3 separate regions of the Gossypium hirsutum genome follow, and regions 1 and 2 are each linked to region 3. The links are chromatin contacts, called in public Hi-C maps. All regions are on one chromosome and are shown on one strand. The core of a region is the stretch at or near the end of the contact, and the rest is flanking DNA. Distances in the headings are between cores, read along the strand shown.

Region 1 (3,651 bases), core at 1,003-3,502, 160 kb after region 3:
TTTTTCCAAAGGAATTTATTTCATTAATTAGATAAACAATTGGCAAGGTGTAAAGTTGACAAAACAGTCCCGAGCTCAAAAGTTCGCTTATGTTGATTCGAAGTCTATCTGAATTCGAAAAAATTTGAGTCCCAGATAATTCGAGTTCAAACCTGAAATAGATCAATCTAAAACCCGAAAAATTTAAATTTATGAAAATATATTTTAAATATTATATAATTATATTAAAATTTTATAAATATACAATACATCTTTATGTTGAATTATAAACTTAAAAATTTTAAAAACATTAGTTATGATTATTAAATAAATTTTAATGTAATTATTATATATGTATAATAAATATTTAAACTTAATAATTATTCAAATTTGCCAAACTTAAATTTAATTATTAAATAAAATATACAATGATGTAATATATTAATTTAATGATATGAAAATAAAATTAAGCCTAAAGAATTTATATATCGAATTTTTTAAATTTTTAGTTAATGAAAAATCAAATTTGTTCATACTTTGGATCTATTTAAGTGAAATATTTGGAAGAGAAATTTTATTTCGATTATTCCTTCGGCCAAGTTTATCTAAAATGGTGGTTTCCTCCTGATTTTATTTTCTTTAATACATATAGTTTCACTTAAAAAAAACTTAAACTTCAAAACATCATTTTTATTTAATTTTAATATATATTGTTTATATTTTATAATTATTATTTCCATATATTTTATTTTATTTTATATTTTTTTAACTCAAGAAATTCCAATAACCTATATATTGAATGAACTTTCCTAGAAGAAATAAGCCTACATGCATGCAATATGCAATTTTATTCATATATAATTTGATTAATGTGAACCCATCATTTTCTTCAAAAATAGAAGGAAAAGTAACGTCAATTACCAAGTAATTTTCGCTTGGGGAAAAATTGTAAACTATTTGTATAAGTAATTAATATGTAATTGTTTATTATTGATGATTTTCCCTTCTCCAAGAATTTGATTAGCCTTTGAACCCTATAAATACATTTACCTCTCATCTCTCTCATCATCCCCTTTGAAATATATAGAAATATGGAATGGTCGCCATTGCCAATAATGTTAGCTGTAATGTCAATTTTGCTGGATTATGAGTTTAGCTTTCATTATTGCTTGGTCAATTGATAATTGCATGCAAATAGAAAGAAAGCTAGACTCATAATTCAGTAAAATCGATATTAACTTGGCTTTCAATTATGGATGAGCAATTTTTTAAGTAAACCAACTAGATAAATCGGAATTGATTATAAACGATTAATTAATTAGTATCGGTTCATCCAGTTTTGGCTAATACAAGTTGTTACCTATTGCTAAAAGTATTATAATGTCGACTTTGTTGGATTATGAGTCATCGTTATTTAGTCAAATTAACCGTTGCTTATAAGTAAAAGGAAAACTAGACTGATAATTCAGCAAAGTCAACATTAACTTGGCTCTCAATTAGGGATCAATATATGTTGATTGATCATTGGCAAGTACAAGTTGTTGTATATTGCTAATAGCCCTTTTACGCCGACTTTGTTAGATTATGAGTCTAGTTTTTATCTCTTCATCAATTAATGATTGCATACAAATGAAAAGAACATTAAACTCATAATTCAACAAAGTCAACATTAAATTGGCTCTTAATTGAAGATTCATCATTAAAGAATACAAGTTGTTGTCTATTGCTAATAACCCTATATGTCAACTTTACTGGATTACGAGCTTAGATATTTTTTTTTTCTCATCATCTTTGCTTGGTTGATTGATGGTTGCCTGTAAATGAAGAGAAAGCTAGACTCATGATCTAGTAATTTAGTCAACATTAAATTGGGTTTCAATCAAGGGTAAGCATTCGTTAAGGTTGATATATGTAGATTATTTAGGATGGATTTTGGTATAATTAAATTCCAAATTTATCAATGTGACATGGAAATGTTTAATGTTTTTTTTCCTAAAACTTTCATTGTATTTAATAAATCTTTTAAGGATTATACTTTAAAATTTATAATTAGAGATATATCTAATTTGTGAATCAACCGATCTAACTCAATTCTTAAACTAACACTTTATCTAATTCTCGGTTTGACCAATTAATTCGATCCAAATCAAACATCACCAATTGTAGTTAATGTCATTACTAAATTCGCAGGCACATGGTCTTAGCTGCATATGTCGAAGCCCAATTGCCATACCACCCAAACCTATTCTCTAATGTAAAGCATCCATCCTTACAGATAACAGTCCTTCATCTCAACCATGATATTACGATTATTATATTAGCCCAAATAAAATAAGCCTAAGGCTCGAATAAGCGGGCTTGGACCCCAAAGAATTGTGGGGGCCTCAAAGTCCTTAACTTCTTTAATAGCAGGCTTTCCAATTATATGATTTCTTCTTCTTCTTTTTTTGAGTAAACACCAAAGAATTAGGCTTTATTGTTCTAGTAAAAACCAAATTGAGAGGGTAAACTCACGCGAATTAGAGCTGAGCCTAAATGGCCAATGTAATGTAAATTGGTGGATTTGCGCATGATATATTGCGGCGTCTGAGCCCTTTTGTTTTTTAAATTATTTTTTATTTAATTTTTTAGAGTTTAAGAAAAGTAAATTACATAATTACTAACACATATTTTGTCAAGCTAAAAATAGCTTAATCTATTGATAAATATTGATTCTATATTTATCCAAGTCTAGATTCATTAAATCATTTCAAACTATTTTTAGCTAAGTCAATTAACATACTTTTGGTATTTGTAGCCAATAGATGTCCTATAAATATCATGACTCACTTTCACTCTAAATGCACTTCAAGAACTATTTTCTTCTCCTCTCGCTCATCCTTTCCATCCTTAAGAGATTGTTGAGTATTTTTTTTCTATTGTGATCTATTATCGACTTTTGTTCTCGTTTTATAATAGAAGAGCTTTTGAAATCTTGGGGGATATGCTACAACGAAATATCCTTAAGGATAATGTCCAACACATCTTAATCTATTCAACTCGTATTCTTGGTTTGATAACTTGATGCAATATTTGTTAACAATCTTAAGGATATTTTTGTACTGAGATGTTATCCACACCGTATGTCATGTTCCCATAAACATACCATGTGCCTACTTTTACTATCGTCTTACTGCCCGTATCCCGATGCTATAAGTATTTATATTGTTTGAGATTCTTATGCATCACTAATATGTATAAAAAAAAGGGTGAGATCCAAGTATTTCTGAAATGCTAATTGATTTGATTTTGTAAAAAAAAGATCGCATGTAAAGTATGCTATTTCTATGATGAATTGTTTGCATGAAGCATGAATCCATGATTTTATGTATTATTATTGGAAGATTAGTGGGCCTTGAGTTAGAGTTTAATAAAATAATGTGAATTTACCTTAGACTTGGTTAATATTATATTTACTTTTAATATGGGTTGGGCCAAACCCAAGTTCTGAGACTAAGGTTGTAACACCCCTCGTTTGACCTAATCATCAGATTCGAGCTACGGAATGCTGCATTCGTTGTCGGAGCAACCACGACCAACCAGACAACATATAATCATTTATACATGCAAACAAGAGTTAATCACATTCAAAATTATATTAAACAATCAATCCTAAGTCTTAATCGAGCTTAC
Region 2 (3,273 bases), core at 332-2,831, 240 kb after region 3:
TCAACCACTTATTCACCCCCATTTTTGTGAGGTTTATGAGATAACCATTAATTTCATTTCCTAGGCATCATTTTTAAAACCTTAAAGACTTCGAGGTCTCTTGCTTTAAGGTTTTTTTTCCCTTTTTAATTTATCTCTTGTACTTGAAGAATCACTTCATGGTTATCAAGTAGTAGTTTCCATATTAATTCTCTGGTGTAATATCTTGTCTCTAGCTTGCTTGTCATCTTGTTCCTTAATATATATATTATAAATTTGGCAACACTACTATAGAAAGTGAGATATAAAAAATATATTTCAATCAGCTTGTTTTCTCTTCTACAAATGTTAAATTTTTTGTCATGGTAGTCGAGAAATAATGTACTAAACCGAGCGTAAATATTTTCTTATATTGGCTTTTGTCTTGGAACTTCGCATGTGAAATTACTGTTCTCTTGCTATGTTTAAATTTTGAATAGAACTTGCAAATCTGCTTCTTACCCTACTTGTTGGAGAAATTAATTAGGAGTTTTGGCTGCCATAATTGAGATGAATCCAGTGTGTTGTTTTGATGGATCCATATTGTGGTTGTTTATTATTCCTTATACTGGTTGGTATCAAGTATGGGAGAATTTTTACTCTAATGGTTGAGGTACACTAACATGTGCTATAATTTTTTAGCAATATGATGTTATTCATAGATCAACTTATGTGGTAAATCATGGTCAGGGTAGTTGGTTATCATTTTGTTTGGAATCTGAAACTATTAGGAGCTCCATATGCTTTTCTCAGCCATGAGCTTTTTTTTTTCCGTCTTTGGTGTTCCTCTAAATACAATCATACATATGGAAAATGATTGCTTTACTTATTTGGTGATGATATGGTTTGGTTACTTTTCATTTATACCGGAGGTTGATTTTCCAGGTCTGAAGTTGTTTGTTCTCGTCACCAAGATTTTTTGTTTCCGATTCTTTGATTTTCTTGTGTTCGAACACTCATGTCTCCGATGCATATTCAGGCATAGATATGGAAATATGAGACTTCCTCGAAGAACATAGTTGATTATGTTTCATTGCTGGGAGATGTTGCCAAGTCTATTGATTTTGAAGTATAAAGCTTGCATTTAAGGGTGTTCTCTAACTGCATTTAAGAATGTTATAGCTTGTGTTGCACCGTCGAAATCCATATCCCTTGTATCGTTCCAATCATGTATGCATACGAGGTTTCAACTTGTGAGCAGAAAATCAAATCGACCCTAATACATTTACATAGTATTTGAACGAAATCTATATGAGGGTTTTCTCGGTCAGCCTTATTTGAGATGTCTTGTCGAGGGATCATTGATCACATACACTACGGTGTGTCATTGAAAGCTGTGGGGAAGCTTAGATGAGCTACTTCAATGGCGGATGGGATTTTCCCACTAGTGTGGTGAAAAAAGAAGTGAAGCTTTGTAATTTTGTGAGCTGGTGGAATGCATGTTAAGCTCTTTGAGTGGTACCGATGGCGATATATGTTACTATGAGATTGCAAACTAAAATAACATAAATCAACGTTAATCGTTTCATGGTAAGCTTACAAATCGAATCATGAAGCATACTATTTATCTATGATCGATTCTCCATCCAATCCTTCAAGTTAATGAAAAGCTTTAATCCTTCAATTATGCCGAGCGGTGTGGTGGAAGAAACGTTAAACATTTGCTTATAGACTGTTCGATGAAATGTTTGAGAGAAATGTAACAGTGTTGAAGTCGATGATTTCGGGGAGGTTCCCTACTTTTTCATATTTTATATTTAACCCAAAGCGTCGACTTTAAAGCTTACAGACAAAGCTGTGGTTTCTTAAAGGGGATCTCAAAGCTCTAATCATTGAATTATATGACTTCAATGGCTGCCCAAATTTCCAATCCAACCACTCCTGGCCGCCGCATAAAGCTCAATGTCGGGGGCAAGTTTTTTGAAACTACCCTCTCCACCCTCCAGTCCGCCGGTCCTGATTCCCTCCTTGCTGCCCTTTCCAACCGAGCTGCCTATAACCCTATCTTCATTGACCGGGATCCTGAAATCTTTTCCGTCCTTCTCTCCCTCCTCCGCTCTAACCGCCTCCCTTCCGCCGCCCTCCGCCGCTTCTCTATCCAGGAACTCGCCGAAGAGGCTCTTTATTACGGCGTGGAGTCCCGTCTCCGCTCTGCCTCTTTGCCCTCGCCGCTTCATGGCATAGACGCCGCCATCGTCGATACCATCCGCCCTGCCTCAGACGCTGTTCCTTCCACTTTCTCCGCCGGAGAAGATGGTTCACTTTGGATCGCTCACGGTGGTCAAATTTCAATATACGATTCCTACTTATCATACTCCACCGCCGTCCGTACGCATCTCGATGATATCACCTCGATTTGCCGGGTATGGCCAGAAATAGCCGCTGTCGGATCCGAATCCTCATCGGGTCTCCATATCTACGACCTCTCCAGCCGTCGCTACACCGGTTCAGTTCATTGGACTGACAAGGACGACCCACGGATATACAAAGCCCGAGTCTGCGCCATCGCTAACTCACCCGACTCGGTCTTCGTATCATTCGATTGTCCCCATAGAGAAAACAGCGTCCTCGTTATCGACAAATCAACGCTTCAGGTCTCATCAGAGTTGACTCGCCAATCAGGAAGCGCCGCCAAGAACACAGTCCCCGGAAAAGTGACGTGGCTACCGGAAACTGGTTTGGTTATCGGAAGTGCCGTCACATGTGGGGCATTTGGTTACTCGGGTTATATTAGGATATGGGACCCGAGAAGGAAGGAAGTGGTATGGGAAACTAACGAGCCAGGTTCGGGGCGGAGCAGCAGGTTCGGAGACTCATTCGCCGACGTCGGTGTTGATATTGACGATTCGGTACTCTTCAAGATATGTTCAAAATCTGGGGATTTGGCAATGGCAGATATTCGTAAACTAGGTGATGATCCTTGGGTATATATGGAAGATACAAATCCTAGCATGAGAGAAGCTAGCTATGGTGGGAATGAGGTTCATTTGCATTGCTATAAAAGGCAGGTATTCGTGGGGAAAGATGGAGGATTGGAGGTTTGGTCGAGATTGAATGAGAGAGGAGGTTGGAGTGAGCGAAGAGGGGATACTGAAAATGGAAGAGATGAGGTGAGTTTGAAGAGGAATTATGTGGATAAAGTGGAGATGGGGGAGAGAGGGTTGATAAAGAGAATTGAAGGAGGTGGGGAGAGATTGTTTGTTAGCAGAGAAAATGTGGAAGGGATTGAGGTCTGGGAGAGTTCGAATCATTCTG
Region 3 (3,529 bases), core at 668-3,167:
ACATTCAGGGTGAGTTAACATATGGTAAAATCGGTGAGTGGCGATTTGACAAGAGATCGTTTCTACGAGGACCACCACCACGAAATCTCCCCTTGCCTCCTCCAGGGGTCCCAGAAAGCGTGGTACGTATTTACAAATATAAGTATTAAGAAATGGTATAAGACCAATCTTAGGGACCGATATTGCGGTGTTTGTATTGTGTTTTCCGTTAGGTTTGAGATAGTCTTTGTTTTGTTGGTGACTATGGATCGTTCAGCGGAGCCAAGTCATACGGCATTCTTTTTTGAGCTTGACTCAGCTGAAACAAGTTGAGACATACATAGCACATTTGGGTTCAACTTTTCATCTCCGGTTTCATGTACTTGAATTATTGTGTCTGCAGGTGACGCTTGTGAAGATGGTGAACGAAGCAACGGCTAACATTCCAAACTGGGATGCGGAATAAACGTCCGATAATAGGTTAAGGAAGGAAAATTGAAGTAGGAATATACCCTTTAGCTGAATTGAAACATGAAAGAAATATGAAGTTGTAATAGTGTGATAAAGCATTTAACAAATTTTTTTTGAAGAGGAAAAGAGTTGAATATCAATACGGTTTGTGAAATAGAGATGACAAAAACTCTTTGCTACATGAATTAAGTTTGAACGTTAAAAATAAAACATGATGGAATTCCAGCTTCTACTCTTTACCCCTTTGATTCCATTAGCTTAGAATGGTCTTTGATGGATTGGATTCTGGGCTTTCTCATAAACTTCATAACTGGCCCGGAAATACTATGAATAAATTTTTTTTTTCAATAAATTCTAATACCTATCCCAAACCTAGATCTTTAACCCAACAAATAATGTTCTGGAAATTTTTTAAGACACCAAAATAAAACATGAAAGACAAAAAAAGAAAGCGATAACATATCAGGTGTTTGAGTAAATGAAATAATTACAAATAAGAGGAAAAACTTCTATTTGTAGTTGAACTCTCCTGATCCAACGGTTTAGTTTAAAATAATCAGCGACTAAAATTGTCTACAGATTGAGATTCTTGAGGGATTTTTCAAGAACCTCTAAGGTTATAAAATGTTCATTCTTGTAAACTATAAGTTTCTTGTAAACTAATATTTTAAACCATAAAAAATTATACAATAATATAAATATGGGAAGCAAAGAGAAATCAAAACGCAACAACAGGATGCAAAATGAATTAATTGTTAAATTTTAATTTGATAAAAATAAAAAGAATAAATAAATTAATTATATTAATCAAATACAGAAATGAGTTACAAATAATTAAATCCAAATATTAATTAAGAGGATAGACCCATGGTTTAAAGGTAAAATTGGTATTTCTTCGAGAATCTTTACATTATTAAGGAAAAAAATTGTATTGAGATTACCCTTGTATTTTGAAAAATGAGATTATCATTTTAAAGTAAATGTTATTCCGAAATCTTACATTACCCCATTAATGGGAATCTAAATTTTTTTGATTAACTAAAAATTTAATTTCCAAGCAAATGAGTATCAAACGCAAGTCCCATAAAAAAATACAATCAGTACAAAACGAACAATATAGGTAGTACAAGATAAAGACTAGAGAGGCCCGAAACCCAAGAACAAATTTTACTACGTGACTTATTGTGACAATGTAAATTTATTATTGGTTAAATATAATTGATTAGAGTTCTACCTAGTTTTAATTATGTGATGGACTAATAGTAAAAATAAAAATAGACAACGCAATGACTAATTGTATTATCAATTTGAAGCTACTAATAACAATATAAAAGTAGAGAAAAATAAATCTAAAAGTTCAGTTTAGTAAAAGGACTAATACCATAATTTAGCGTTTTTTAACCAGTGCAGCAGGCAGCCCACGACCCGATTCGAAATCGAACCGGTTCGAACTCGGCCCATGTACAGATCAAATATACATAAACTTCTTTTCACCATTGTCTCTTTTTGCTCTCTCTAGCATCAGACAAGGTTAGTCTCTTCTCTACGCTTTTCTTTTTGTTCGAAATCGCTCCATTTTTTGGGTTCTTTTATTTATTTAGTATCATTTATTTTCTATAGGTGAGGGAAAAAAACAAGAGGATCTGATGTACTTGCCTGTGGATCTTAATTATAGACAAGATCATGATGGCCCTTGAAAATAAAGGTTATATTTTTATTTTTAAGAGTTCTTTTTTTTTTGAGTTTAAAGTTTGGAACTTTGATCTGCTTTGAGTTATGGGTTTCGGTTTTTTAGATTGACTATATATTTATATATATGTAAATTTTCTGTGGTGTTTTCATTAATGGGGTTTATAACAAATGTGATATTTTCAGCATTGTCTTGATGGGTTTTTTATTTGTATTTTTTAATCTAGTTCTTTTTATTGCTCTGGGTTGCTTCAGTTTTGAGTGTTATTTGAATAATTTAAATCGAATTTAGGATCCAATAGATGTCTGATATGTTTCACAGTCGACTGGTTTGAGATATGGCATTTTAAATTTGACGCTTTATTGAATTTCTGCACTGCCATTGATCATATATGTAATGCCGAATGCGATAAACTGAAAGTATTTATTATACTGTGTTGCCTAAGTAGTATTTTGGACACCTGTGATACCTTGTATTGGATAATGAAGAACTATTGAATAGCTTACTGGCTAAACTGTTTGATAAGGTTGGCATGTTTGATCCTAAAAGGGATGTATAAATTGAACCTCTTGTTTGTTTATTGGAATGATTGGAAGAGAATTATGTAAATGTTGCTGGTCAGATTTTTTTCTAAGCTGTCTTTTAAGCAAGCAGTGATTATGCAGACAAGCTTTAGGTGGCTTGTTGGATTATTTCTATATGTTTTGAAATATTTAGGCTTTTATACTCTTTTGAAGCTACTTTGACCCAATTCTTCCTTTTTCTCGTACCCGTATCAGATACATTTTAGACAGAGATATGGGGAGATGACTCTCCAAGGACCCTCTAAATACATAGAAAAAATCAGAAAAAAATAGCATATGCCCATGCTGGACGCATACTCGTATCTGACACTCACATGCTAGTTCGACTAACATAGTTTTTGTGGTACCCTATTTTGTTGCATAGCCTCATTGGCATACACATCCATCACAGTGGAGTTACTCTTTCTGTATTCAATGAGCTGCCTCTCGTGTTTAGATTCCCAAAAGGCTGTTGGAAACTCTTGGTGCCTGAAGTACTGATTGACTTAGATTTTATTGATCCTCTTTTAGCTTAGTTTCACTAGCAATCAAGTGTAAATTTAGGGTTGGTTCAATCGGTAGGTAGCTTTAGCATCTTATATGGCCTAGCTTTGACTCTTTACTTTTCCTGAATTACTTGTGTCCGACACTTATCTAGACATGGGTATGGGGATATGAGCTTGAAGGATCCTCTAAATGCATGGGGAAACTTAGAAAAAAAATTAACATGCCTGTGTCGGACACATTTTTATTGACACTCACACCCTAGTCCAAGTAGCATAGTCTAACTTGACTTATGCCCTCGTCCAAATGAATTGTGTAATTG

The links. A called contact is a pair of places that touch in the nucleus more often than the background predicts.
Region 1: a contact with region 3 is called in a Hi-C map of leaf, with 2.1 times the contacts expected there. The contact joins the enhancer-like site here to the promoter of LOC107962347 in region 3. A contact is called at or near these places in 5 of 34 Hi-C or Micro-C datasets (all in leaf).
Region 2: a contact with region 3 is called in a Hi-C map of leaf, with 2.1 times the contacts expected there. The contact joins the promoter of LOC107955340 here to the promoter of LOC107962347 in region 3. A contact is called at or near these places in 11 of 34 Hi-C or Micro-C datasets (callus, leaf, petal and 1 more).

What each region holds. Positions count from the first base shown.
Region 1 is chrD06:62,646,587-62,650,237 of Gossypium_hirsutum_v2.1, reverse strand. No RefSeq gene overlaps it. Among protein-coding and RNA genes, the nearest start is that of LOC121218624, 14 kb to the left of the region's middle. Within about 2 kb of position 2,252, at least 3 of the 9 cell types and tissues checked have an H3K27ac peak or open chromatin away from gene starts, as enhancers often do. A contact at or near this core is called in leaf, where this site is marked.
Region 2 is chrD06:62,564,827-62,568,099 of Gossypium_hirsutum_v2.1, reverse strand. LOC107955340 (protein ENDOPLASMIC RETICULUM-ARRESTED PEN3) reads left to right here and starts at 1,581. Exons shown (of 1, transcript XM_016891090.2): 1 at 1,581-3,273. The coding sequence starts at 1,860. It overlaps LOC121218622 (protein ELC-like), which reads left to right. Exons shown (of 2, transcript XM_041096117.1): 2 at 998-1,130.
Region 3 is chrD06:62,804,445-62,807,973 of Gossypium_hirsutum_v2.1, reverse strand. LOC107962347 (3'-5' exoribonuclease 1) reads left to right here and starts at 1,917. Exons shown (of 5, transcript XM_016898689.2): 1 at 1,917-1,980; 2 at 2,071-2,155. The coding sequence starts at 2,134. LOC107962348 (hydroxyproline O-arabinosyltransferase RDN2) reads left to right here. Exons shown (of 9, transcript XM_016898692.2): 8 at 9-122; 9 at 383-680. The coding sequence ends at 445.